Regions from separate parts of the Sus scrofa genome. Here region 2 is linked to region 1. A link is a contact called in public HiChIP or PLAC-seq data. All regions are on one chromosome and are shown on one strand. The core of a region is the stretch at or near the end of the contact, and the rest is flanking DNA. Distances in the headings are between cores, read along the strand shown. Region 1 holds the start of FAM110A (protein FAM110A). Region 2 holds the start of ZCCHC3 (zinc finger CCHC domain-containing protein 3).

Region 1 (5,978 bases), core at 3,262-5,761:
GAGGGCTTCATCAGCCCAGAGTGTTGACCAATTCTCTCCAAGGTTACAAGTCTAAGAATGTAAAGTCACTTGAATAGTTATTTCTCCAAAGAAGGTATACAAATGGCCAATGAGCACATGAAAATATGCTCAGCATCACTAATTGTCAGGGAAATGCAAAACCAGAATGACATACCTTGTCATACCCATAAGATAGCCATTATCAAAGAGACAAACAAAAACAGATAACAAGCGTTGGTGAGAATGAGGAGAAATTAGAACCCTGTGTACTGTCGGGAATATAAAATGGTGCAGCCACTGTGGAAATAGTATGCCGATGAGGCAAAATTTTCTTTTTTTTTTTTTTTTTTTTGGCCGCACCCTTGGCATGCAGAAATTCCTGGGCTAGGGATCGAACCCAAGCCACAGCAGTGATCCAGTGACAATGCCAGATCCTTAACCCACTGAGCCACATGGGAACTCCCTGGACAAAACTGTTGAAATAGAATAGGATCCAGCAATTCTACGTCTGGGTATATCCCCAAAAGAACTGAAAGCAGGAACTTGAACAGATATTTGCACACCAATCCACAGCAGCATTATTCACAGTAGCCAAAAAGTGGAAACAACCCTCAAGTGTCCATTGGCAGATGAATAAACAAAATGGGATGCATACTTACAATGGAATGTTACTTAGTTTTAAAAAGCAAGGAAATTCTGACACCTGCTGTAACATGGATGAGCCCTGAAGTCATTATGCTGAGTGAAATAAGTCTGTCACAAAAGGACAAATACTCTCCCACGTATATGAGGCAACCCGAGGAGTCAAATTCAGAGACAGAAAGTAGAGCGGTGGTTTCCAGGGGCTGGAGGGAGAAGAGAACAGGGAGCTGCTGTTTAGTGGGTATGGAGTTTCCGTTTAAGATGAAAAAGTTCTGGAGGTGGATGGTGGTCACGGTTGCCCAACAAGTGAAAAAACTTAATGCCACTGGACTATACACTTAAAAATAGTTAAAAGGGGGAGTTCCCACTGTGGCACAGTGGGTTAAGGGGCTGGCACTGTCATTGCAGCAGCTCAGGTCGCCGCTGAGGTGCAGGTTCAGTCCCCTGCCCAGTGCAATCAGTTAAAAGATCCAGTGTCACTGCAGCTGCAGCTCAGATTCAATCCCTGCCCCCAGGACCTTCCAGGTGCCACGGGTGTGGCCAAAAATAAAGGTTAAAATGGCAAATTTTATTTTATATATTTTAAAAAGAAAGTAAAGAGAGGGTGCAGAGTCTGAAGCTGGACTCCCTGGATTCAAATTCCAGGTTTAGGTGACTTTCTGCAAGGGATTAGACCTCCCTTGTGCTCGATTTCCCTTCAAAGGGGGGAAAGAACCACAGCAGTAAGGACCTTAGGTCATAGGACTGAGGGAATGAAAGGCGTTCATACTTGTGAAGTACTTAGCACACAGTAATAAGTGCTCAAGAGGTGTTAGTGATTTTTATTCTTTGCTGAGGGAGCAGAGGTGTGGTTTCTAATGTTCTTGACACTCTGCCCTCCCACCTCACCCCTTCCTTCCACCTGCTTCTCCCTTTCTCTTCAGCAGAAGCCTGGCCCAGACGTGGGTGGAGACAGGGAGGCCCTCTTCTGCCCCAGAGGGGGATCAGCAAGGCTCCAGGCAGCAGGGACCCCAGGACACTAGGACAGCCCAGCTCGATTTCAGCCCAGCTGTCCGGGTCAGAAACACCCAGCTGGGCATCCTCTAGGGCCACGCGGGCCCCGTGCTATTTCTGGACTTCTCCCAGACACTCGTGCCCCAGCCTGCCTGGAGTCAGCTCTGCCCAGGGCAACCTTGCACAAACCTCAGAAAGAAGAGGTAAACAGGCTGCAGGAGGGGTGTGGGTGCCGCAGCCTAAGGCAACGATCTCCTGTTTGGCCCGCCGACCTCACACCTCTGCCCACTCAATCCTCTGGACGCCAGGTGTGCACCTGAGCTTGCAAGATGAGGACAAAGGGACTGGCAGCAGAGATACTGCCATGCAAAGCCTTTGGGAAGGGCCTGGCACACAGGATGAGGAAGGTGGGGTTGGGACTGACCCACAACCAAGCCCACTTCCTGTCCCAGGCTGCCCTCTGCCTGGGCCTGAGCTCACAATCATGGCCTTTTTTCTTGGCCCAGAGAAGTACAGAAACTTACCCAAAGTCACGAGCAAGTGACAGAACAGAGACAGGACAGTGGTCTCATGATTAGATCATCTATAATACATATATATATACATATATAATTTTTTTTTCCTTTTTATAGAGCCTCACCCACAGCGTGTGGAGGTTCCCAGGCTAGGGGTCCAATTGGAGCTACAGCTGCCAGCCTCTGCCACATCCACAGCCACACAGGATCCCGAGCCGCATCTGTGACCTACACCACAGCTCACGGCAACGCCAGATCCTTAACCCACTGAGCAAGGCCAGGGATCGAACCCACAACTTCATGATTCCTAGTCGGAGTCATTTCCACTGCGCCACAGTGGGAACTCCTATAAGACATATATGTTTTAACCCGGTGATATATGTATGTGGCTCAAAATTCAAAAGCTCTAAAGGGAATAAAGTTAAAAAAAAAAACCTCCCTCCCACTCCTGTCCCCAGTTTCCCTCCCTGCAGGCATCACTGCGACGAGATAGCTGCACGTCCTCCCAGTGAGATGTTAGTCACAAACAAACAATAATGGACATATAGTCTATTTTTTACACATATGGCAACAGCTCTCTGTACTGTTTTCATCTTGCTCTTTAACTCAGTTATATTGTTCTTAATATGTGTTATTAACATATTATCAATTATGTTATTAATTGTGCCACATCAGTACATAAAGAACCTGTCAGCCTCTAGCAACGGCCACCAAGTATGTGTGTCGTCTCTCTCTATTACAAACCACACTGCAGCCTCACTGCACCTCTGTCACTCCACCTAGAAGTGGGACAGCTAGGTCAGGAGGAAGCACCTGTAATTGCGACAGAGCTGGGGGGCTGTGCTGCATATCGACTGAACTCCCACCAGCAGAGCGCTCAGCAAATGATCAACAAATGTTAGCTCTAGTCATTTGATTACTGGGGTTTTAGGCACCCCTCAATTTTGCACTGGAGGTAACTACCTCACTTAGCCCAACCCCTCCCTGCGTCACATTCCAGTCAGAGAAGATAATAAACTTGCTAATAAGTGAAATTATAGGACATCAGCGCGGTAAATGCTACTGAGAAAAACAAAATAGAGAAGGGGGAGGGTGGGGCCATATGAAGTTGGTAAATATTTGTTAAAAGAATGAAGGAAAGACTTGTTTTCTTTCTGAGCTTCCAGAACTCCTCTCCCCCCCACCAAGGAGGTGGATTTGGAGGAGAGAGGGTAAGTAACTCCACTTAAAGAGATTCCAGACTTCCAGATGCCACCATTCTGAGTGTCTAGGAATCCAAGATTGAAGCCAGATAGACTGGGAGCCAGCCCCAGAGTTGCCAAGTCTGACCATATGACTTTGGGCAAGGGGCTTAACTTCTTAGACCCTCAGTTTCCCCACCTACAAAAGGACAGCAACAGCAGCAACCTGGGGGTGGGAGATAGGGGGTGGGGGTCCCCAGGAAACAGAGCCTGGTCAGATGCTCTACCAGGAGGGATCCCAGGCCCACCCCCAACTCCAAAGTCTCTGGTGACTAGTGTCTTTGGTTGAGGGGCTGCCTCTAGCCTTTCCCGCCGACCTGTGGTAGATTCCCAAGAATCCAACAACAACTGGAGAGCCAGAGCAGCCCCCCCTGGCACCTAGCCCAGAAATGTCAGTCCCACCAGAGCCTCTGAGAGGGACAGCACTTAATTCAGAGCCCCACAGGCAGAAAGATCCCAAGTGAGCCCAAAGTCCACCCCCTGGCTTTCTGGAGAAGTGAAGACAGATGTCCAGGAGGGGACCCCCCACCCCCACCCCGCAGGACGACACGGGAGAGGGACAGCCAGATGGGGCTCCAGCCAGGGCTCTACTGTCCATGTTCCTGTTGATAAGAGGCTAAGAAAGTGACCCATCTGAGCCTCTCAAGGCAGATCTATTTAGATCAACGTAGACTAGAGACTGAGGTATGGAGCAGAAAGACCTGTATCGGATTCTCTGCTAGACTAGGATACTGCCTCCCTGAGCCTCAGCGTTCTCATTTGTGAAATGGGGTACCACCTCCTCGCCGCAGGTACCACGCGGGGAGGACGCGCACAGCAGGCGCAGGGTGAACTGAGCACCCCCTAGACCCGGGCTGGCGCCCCGGGCCACCCGTGCCCTCACCTGGAGCCCGCGCTAGGCGAGTCCGGCTCCTCCAGTGCGGGTCTTGAGGAGGCTGACAGCTCGGACCCAGGCGGGGAACGGTCGCACACAACGCGTCTCGGGAGGCCCCAGCCCCGCGTAGGGAAGCACGGGAGGTCCTTCTGAGCTGCCCTCAACACCCGAGAGGAGGTAGGGGACTCGACTGTTCCAAGCCCCCACCAGAGTAAAGTTCTGGGGACGCAGGGGAAGGGGAAGTGAACGCGCCGCTCCCCCCTCCACCACACCGGAATGGTTTGCCCCGGACATCCTGATTGGTTTCTCGCTTCCGTTCGAACGCCGCGCCGCCCGCGTTGCCAGGCGACCACTCAGCTTCAGCCAGGAGGGTGAGCCCTGGCCGGCGGCACCGAGGTCCATCCCCGCCCCTCACCGCCTCTCACCTCCCCAGTGGCCTCTGGTTCTTGCCCTTGCTCAGCAGGGACTTACTCCCGGTTCCTAGTACTGACTTTCCAACTAACTCGCTCTGTGAGCCCGTGCACGCCCCTTTCCCTCTCTGTTCCCCAATCTGCAGAGTGAGTGGGTTAGTTTGAAGTAGCGTATATCCAGCACTCTCAATATTGACAAAGGAAATAACCGAATATATGAACAAGATTAATATAGCCCAGCTTTATTTACTGTAGCAAAATAACAGCAATAACTTCAGTGCTCAGTAAAAGGAGATTGGATATATAAATCCATCCTGCAGAAGAACTGAGTTTACAGAGCTTTTTACAAGTAATTTTTCATGACACAACTCTTGTCAGTGCTCATAGTTATAGGTACCTTTAACTATCCTCACTTTCTGATGAGAAATATTATGCAGTCATTTAGAATGACGTTAAAATATGGGGAAAGCACTAAGTCTTATATTTCTAAAAGTTGTGTCAAAGTACTATGTACAATGTAAATATGCATTAAATATGTAATTGTAATATCACATGGACTACATTTATGTATTAACATGTGCAATAGTTAATTTCTTCTTTTTGCTGATATGAATTTTCCAAGCTTCCAACAGTTAAACCAGTATAATTGTTTTCTTTTGGCTGCACCCTCAGCATGTGGAAGTTCCTGGGTCAGGGACTGAACCTGCATGACATTTGCAGCCTGTGCCACAGTTGCAGCAATGCCAAATCCTTAACCCACTGTGCCACAAGGGCACTTCCAAAAAACAAATTTTAAAAAGAGAATTAGAAAAATTAACTCAGCCCTTCCAGATGAGGGAATTTTTTAGCTGTGAGTCACTGTTTGGGTCTAGGGCATTGCTCATTTTGGAGTCAGACTGTTTTCCGTCCCAACTGGTGTTTTTCATTTTTTGATTGGATTGTCAGTGATTGAGCATTGACTGTGACATGCCTTGGGCAGGTGAGGGAAGAGGGCTAATAATGTAGCCCTAGCTAACCATGACTGTACTCTGGCATGGGCACAGCCAGCCATTTCAGGACTGGCTCTGACATCAACAGGAGACTGTGAGGACCAGCTAAATACAAAACCCAGCACTAACTGTGCCCTTGCTAGACTGTGCTCAAGGCCATACTCACAATGTCTCACTTGACTTCATAACCATCTGAGGAGAAAGATTCTATTATTTCTGTTTGTTTGTCTTTTCAGGGCCACAACCACAGCATATGGAGGTTCCCAGGCTAGGGGTCCAACTGGAGCTGCAGCCACCAGTCTACGCCACAGCCA
Region 2 (6,038 bases), core at 2,733-5,232, 450 kb after region 1:
ATGAATGTCAGCTAGTCAGCCTGCCTCGGTCTGGAGATCTCCACACACTCCCCAGGAGCCCCGAACAGTGAAGGATTGTAAATTGGGGGCTGCAAGATCAGGAGAGGAAGCTGGGAGAGGTTTGTTCTGCTCCTGCCGGTGGCTCAGTCCCCAGACCGCCAGGCAGGAGGCCCTGGAGCAGATCCTGGGGGGGATGGGCAGGGAAACGGCGTCTTCCTCCGCTCTCTCCAGTAGAGTTGGGGGGGAGGGGCAGAGAGAGGGAAGATTCCGTCCCAGGAGGCTCCTTGGCAGAGGGCCGGCTAGGAGGAAGGGGGGCGGGGACTATGATGAATGCAGGCTTTTCCCGGCTTCGGGCCTCTAGTGCAGTGAGGGAGGGAAACCCTTGGCAGAGTAGGAAGAGGGGACAGGAGGTAGGGAGCGAGGAGGAGGGAAGAATGTGTTTGCCTTGGGAGATGGGAAGAAAGGGCTGAGCTGGCTCTGAACGGCAGGATTCCCAGGAGCCAACCAGGCCTCGACTGCAGCAGATCAGCTCTGGCAATACCCTCAAAATTACTCAGTCGTAGAATCAATTCATTGAGAACATTAATCCTTGGATCAGATCGTCCTATCTCTGAGCTAGAAAATCTTCCTCGGAGGGTTGTGTCTGGGGTCTCCAGGGCTGGCTTGGGAGGAGTGAGTCAGCTCCAGCAATTTTCCTAGACTCTTCCTCTCTTCCTCCCTTATATGGGGAAGAAACGGCATTTTTTTTTTAAGCCTATGAATATTTTGTATTCGATTCAGAACTCCCACAATAACTGTAAAATGAGGAAGGTGACATCTTTCCTAGGTCTTTCCCACTGGTTTGTAATCTCCTGGGGGGAGGGAAGAGTCCCCCTTACTCGCCTTAGTACCAAATAGAACTGTGTCACTGCAGTGATTCGGATTCCTCAGAGCTGAGTTAGGACTTTAAACTTGAATTTTAACAGTGTGCTAAGTGATTGTGATGCACAGGTTTAGGGAACAACTCCCAAGGACTTGGGACAACACAGTAGGTGTTAAGTGTTGCCTGCAGGGGCTGGAAAGGTATTTGCAGGGTAAACAAACGGTGTGTGGGAGGCCTGGGCTGAAAGAGGGTCTGTGTACCTAGGCATCCAACGCTTTGAAAGGAAATAGTTCAGCGGTGTTAGCAATACAAAAGATAAATATTTATTCAGAACAAAACTTTAAACAATCGATTTTACATTCTAAGACACATGGAAATAGCAAAACATGAAGCAAAGGGAAGACAACAACTAAAAGAAAAGCAGTGTACTGTCTTTTCTACTTTAACTTGATTAACACTTAGTTGACCCACTGCCCTCTGGCTTGGCCTATTTCGGAAGTACATTTTAGAGTTAATAATTCTGGTTTTCTCCTGAGAGTCAGGAGGCTACAGATGAGCTCCAGTTAGCTGCTTCTCTGGGGGTTCTAGCTATCGAGGCTGGGGTGCGAATGTAAACCTTTGGCAGGTTTCCTTGCTCAGGAGCACCTCTATTTCTCACAGACGGCAATGAATGGGGAAGGGGAGGGCCACAAAGGTCCTGGCCCACTTTAATCCCGAGCCGGTATCCCAGGGAGCAATGAATACACCCTGGGTCATAATGTTTCTTTGTCCTTCCCTATCTCCCAAGCGTTGAGAAGCCCCTGCCAAATCTTCTGCTTCCTCTCCCACATGAGTTCTTAGCCTTCCTCTGGGCTCATCATTCTGGAGAGAGCAGACTTTCTGGGCCCTCAGTGTTGAGGAAAATGTTGTGAAGTGTGAGAGGTAGTAGAATGAGCACCGGGCTTGGGGTCAGGGGACTCTGCTCTAGGCTAGCTCTGGCACCAGACAGCTCTGTGATTTTGACCCAGTCTTCTAACCTCTCTGGGCCTTGTTTCATCTGTTGGAAAACCAGGGGATTGGTCAAAACCAATTTTTTGGTCCTTTCCAGCAGGAAAATTCTAGATTCCGTGATTCTGTGAAAAATGGCTTCTGAGCCACTGAAAGTGCTGTCACCAAGTCCACGCATTTTAATGCCATAAGAGAGGCCCTTGGCCACCATGCAGAGCTTATTGACTCAGATTACAGACACTTCTAACAACACTGGTTTCACAAATTCTCAGACCACACAGATTAGAAGCAGCAAATTAAAAGGGGTAAGGGATGAGCTGCAAAAGATAAGACACCCTGACAAAAGCCACAGTCAACAATGTTCTCAGTTCAACAAACACTGATGGAGTGCCTACCATGTGCTGGGCCCCTACCTAGCGCTGGGGCATAAAGATGAGCAAGGCAGCCCAAAGGGTGGATATCCAGGGAGAAGACAAGGCGTGGGGAATAAAAAGTACCAGAAAAAAAAAAAATCCTCGAATACAAAACAGAAAACAAAGTTTAAAAAAGGGAGGGGCGACATATCTGCACGCTACAGTTCTCGGTCATCGTTAGTGACAACAGTCACCAAATTCAGTAAAGGCTGAAATGGAGTAAACTCGGTTTAGGAAGGCAGAGCGAGACGTCTCTTGCAGGTTTAAGAAGATCTCCTTCGAAGACGATAAAAAATGGTTTAAAAAAAGTTTTGGCACTTAAGAGGGGTAAGCTGGCTCTGTGTTCACCTTGGCAGGCAGGCGGGTGTTCAGTGCCCGGCCACGCCGGTTAGCTGAGCTGCCACGGAATTGTGAACGGCTTTGGGACACTGGGCAAAGGCGTGTCCTCGCTTGCCACAGAGGTTGCAGACGATGCCCTTCCGGCAGTAAGGGCTCAGGTGCCCTTCCTCCCCGCACCTGAAGCACCTGTCCTGTGTGCAGCTGCCGCTCATGTGGGTCCGGGAACCACATTTAAAGCACGTCTTGGGCTGCCCTTTGTACCAACTGTAGCCCCTCTCGGCCCCCAGGAAGAAGGCTCCCGGCAGGTGCCTGACCCCGCCCTCCCCCTGGCGCAGCTCGATCTCGCACTTGTACTCCCCGGTCCAGATCCCAAACCTGTCGGTCACTTTCACTGGCACGGCCAGCACATCGCAGTGGCGCTTGAGCCAGGTCACGATGTCCTCCACGTCCACCGTCTCGTTCCGGAAGAGGATGAAGAGCGTCTTCAAGCTGGACTTGCTCCGCCCCAGCACCACAAAGTTCTCCCAGCAGTCCTCCTGCTCGCGCTTCTCCTCGTAGACGCGTAGGAACAGGGCCAGTTTCTCCGCGGAGCGGAAGCTCACGTCGAACTCGCGGCTGCCGGGAATCTGGATAACCGCGTAGATGTCGCTCGGGTCCATGCCGATGGAGCGCAGGATGAGCGCGCCCACTACGAAGTCCCGGGTCGGGCAAGCGCCTTCGTCTCCCTGGAAACAGATGCGCACGAGAAAGCGGCCCTTGCCCGGGCCCGCCCCGGGGCCCGTCGCCGCCGCCGTCTCGTCCTGGGGAGGCCGCTCGGCCGCGTCCTCGGCCGCGCCGGGCCTGCTCGGGCCCGCCATGGCCGCCACCTCGGCCTTCTTCCTCCTGCCTGCCTCGGCTGCGCCCTTCTTCTTGCGGGCGTCCGCCGCCTCGCCGGCCGGGTCCCTTCGGCGACCCTTCGGGTCCCCGCGGCCGGCCGGGGGGAAGTCGCCGAGGCCCGGCGCTGCCAGGCCCGCGGGGGCGCAAAGCCCGCCTCCTGCGCCGCCTTCTTCCTCCCGCCGCGGCGGCCGCGACTCGCGGAATTCGCCCTTCTTTTCGGCCAGGTTCTTCACGACCTGGGCCCAGCCCATCTTCTCGCGGCCGCCCTCAGCTTCCTCAGCCCTGGGCGCCGGGCGCCCGGGGGGCAGGAGCTGCGGCCGCCCCCTCTTCCTCTCCTCCTCCGCGCCGCCGCCGGTGGCCATTTTACCTCCTTCCCAGCATCCTCCACTCGCTCCCTCAGCCAAAGGGCGCCCATCGCGCGCGCCCGCCCGCCCGGGGCTGTGGGGGTTTGGGCTTTTTTTTTTTTTTGAAATTCGACGCTTCTCTCCCCCGCCCCGCCGAAGGTATTTACTTGCAGCGCTCAGTGGCCCCGCGAGCCGGGAACCCCCTGGTAACGGCCGGGCCGCGTTTCCGCCGGCGCTCGTTCCAACCCCACCTCCTCGGCATCGAAGCGGGATGGGGCGCTTGGAGCGCGTCCCTGCCCCTTGCGAGAGTTTGGCAGCCTTGGGTCTCGCTCTCGAGGATTTGGTATTTCGCAAGCGGTCCTCGATGATTTCATTCAAGCAGCTTTACAAACGGCCCACAGCCCGAAGGCGGGACGGGGTTGAGGAAGATTTCGCCCATTTTGTTTTCGTTTTTGTACCTTTTCTATTAAAAAAAAAAAAAAGACAAAAACAAAACTTAGCTCTCCCCTCCTCTCAAAGCAGGTCACACTGCATTATTTTTCCAACGTTGGATCATGGACATTTTCAAACATAGGAAGTTGAAAGAATTGTGCACTTTAACTTTTTAACTATTTTAACTTTCTGTCATTAAAGTTTTAATAGACCTTATCACACTACCTCTATCCCTCCTCACCTCCTGTTTTTTGATACATTTCCAAGTAAGTCAGACTGCCTTATTTTTAAAAAAGACTTCCATCATATTCATGATGACGATGACATTGAGCGCTGAAGTGTCCAGTAACTGTTCTAAGCACATTGCAAGCTTTATCACATGGAGTCTTCCAAAACAATCCCGTGAATACACCCGTTTTACCAGCGGCAGGGGCTTGGAGATTGGGATTAAATCACTTGGTCAAGGGGCAGAATTAATAGGCAGCCCCATGCCTAGGGGGGCTTCTACCTCTTTGCTTCTGACATTGTGGATCAAGGACTGTTTGGATTAGATTCTCCAGGAACCCCCGTCTAAAACAGGTTCCCTAACTGAAGTTAGCAGGGGACACAGTCTCTTATTTCTCCCTCATCTGTGTCAACTGGTGCTTCGGAAGCACTGATAAAATTTGGGTGGTTGAGGGGGTGAGATTAACAGCACCTTTCCTCATGTTGTTTTCTTTGCCATAGCTGCGCTTGCATTTCAGGGTGTTCCAGTGATCCTCTGGGTTTAGTGAAAGAAAAGGTGGATTGTGGAGTCAGGGACCCTGGTTTGAATCTGACTGCTTCAGAGCTCAGCTTTGTCGCATGGGGCCAATGACCTCAGTTTTCATAGCTTAATTTGCTCATCCATAACAAAAAGATATTAATATCTCCTCTCAGAGGACTAACATGGGGGTTCAGGAGATAACCTGGGTGGAAGAGCTTGGTCCACAATGGGTTTCCAGGAGAAGTTATTTTTCCTTTCTGCCTCTGTTGGATTCGTTCCTATTTCTCTTGCAGTTCTTAGGAGCCCCGTGCGTTGTTTTCTTAAGATCTTTCCCTTTACCCCAATTCCAGTATGAACTCAGGAAGCCAGCCTCTCCAACTCTTGTGCCGTGCGAATCTTCCAGTTCCCTCACTTTATAACCTCTGCCATGCTTTCCTCTATCCCCTCTCCTCCACCCATGTCCGTGCCCATTAACCAGAAACGTCAAATCTTAGATTCACGCATTCCCCCCTTTTGTTCTTTCTGCTTGCCTGCTAATATCTTTCCATGCGGATGATGTTTGCATAACCAAACAGAACCTATGTATTTTAAATAATCCCTTTTATTCCTCATACCCTAACTCCCTCTCCCCACCCCCACTCCAGCATACAATCAAATATCTATAAGGATCTGGAAGGTACCATAAATAAGGAAATGGGGGGAGGGAACTGGTGGGCACATATTCTATCTGAATACGGGCAGCTGCTAGTCAACTCCAGTCCCCGCTGTGGCCAGATCTTCCTGTTTTTAAGAGAAGCCTGAACTCCAGTTTCTTTTTAAAATGGGAAACAGTCTTTCTTCTCCTTCTTCACAGTTGTCTTGGCTATATTTGGATCCTCTGTATAAATTTTAGAACCAGACTAGTAAGTGCCAGGAAACCACTTTTGGGAATTTTAATTGGGCTTGCTTTGCATTTATACAGAATTGCCATGTTGTGATACTGAATCTCCTCATTTATGACCCTACTGGATTTCTCATTTATTTGTCTTATTTTATGAATT

The links. HiChIP or PLAC-seq counts read pairs in DNA pulled down with a chosen protein or histone mark.
Region 2: an H3K27ac HiChIP or PLAC-seq map of alveolar macrophages shows a contact between it and region 1. The contact joins the promoter of ZCCHC3 here to the promoter of FAM110A in region 1. A contact is called at or near these places in 1 of 47 Hi-C or Micro-C datasets (embryonic fibroblasts) and 1 of 2 datasets of contacts at active chromatin or transcription factors (alveolar macrophages).

What each region holds. Positions count from the first base shown.
Region 1 is chr17:34,433,218-34,439,195 of Sscrofa11.1, forward strand. FAM110A (protein FAM110A) reads right to left here and starts at 4,512. Exons shown (of 2, transcript XM_021077747.1): 1 at 4,275-4,512.
Region 2 is chr17:34,881,650-34,887,687 of Sscrofa11.1, forward strand. It overlaps ZCCHC3 (zinc finger CCHC domain-containing protein 3), which reads right to left and starts at 3,983. Exons shown (of 1, transcript XM_003134368.4): 1 at 1,163-3,983. The coding sequence starts at 3,839. The coding sequence ends at 2,631.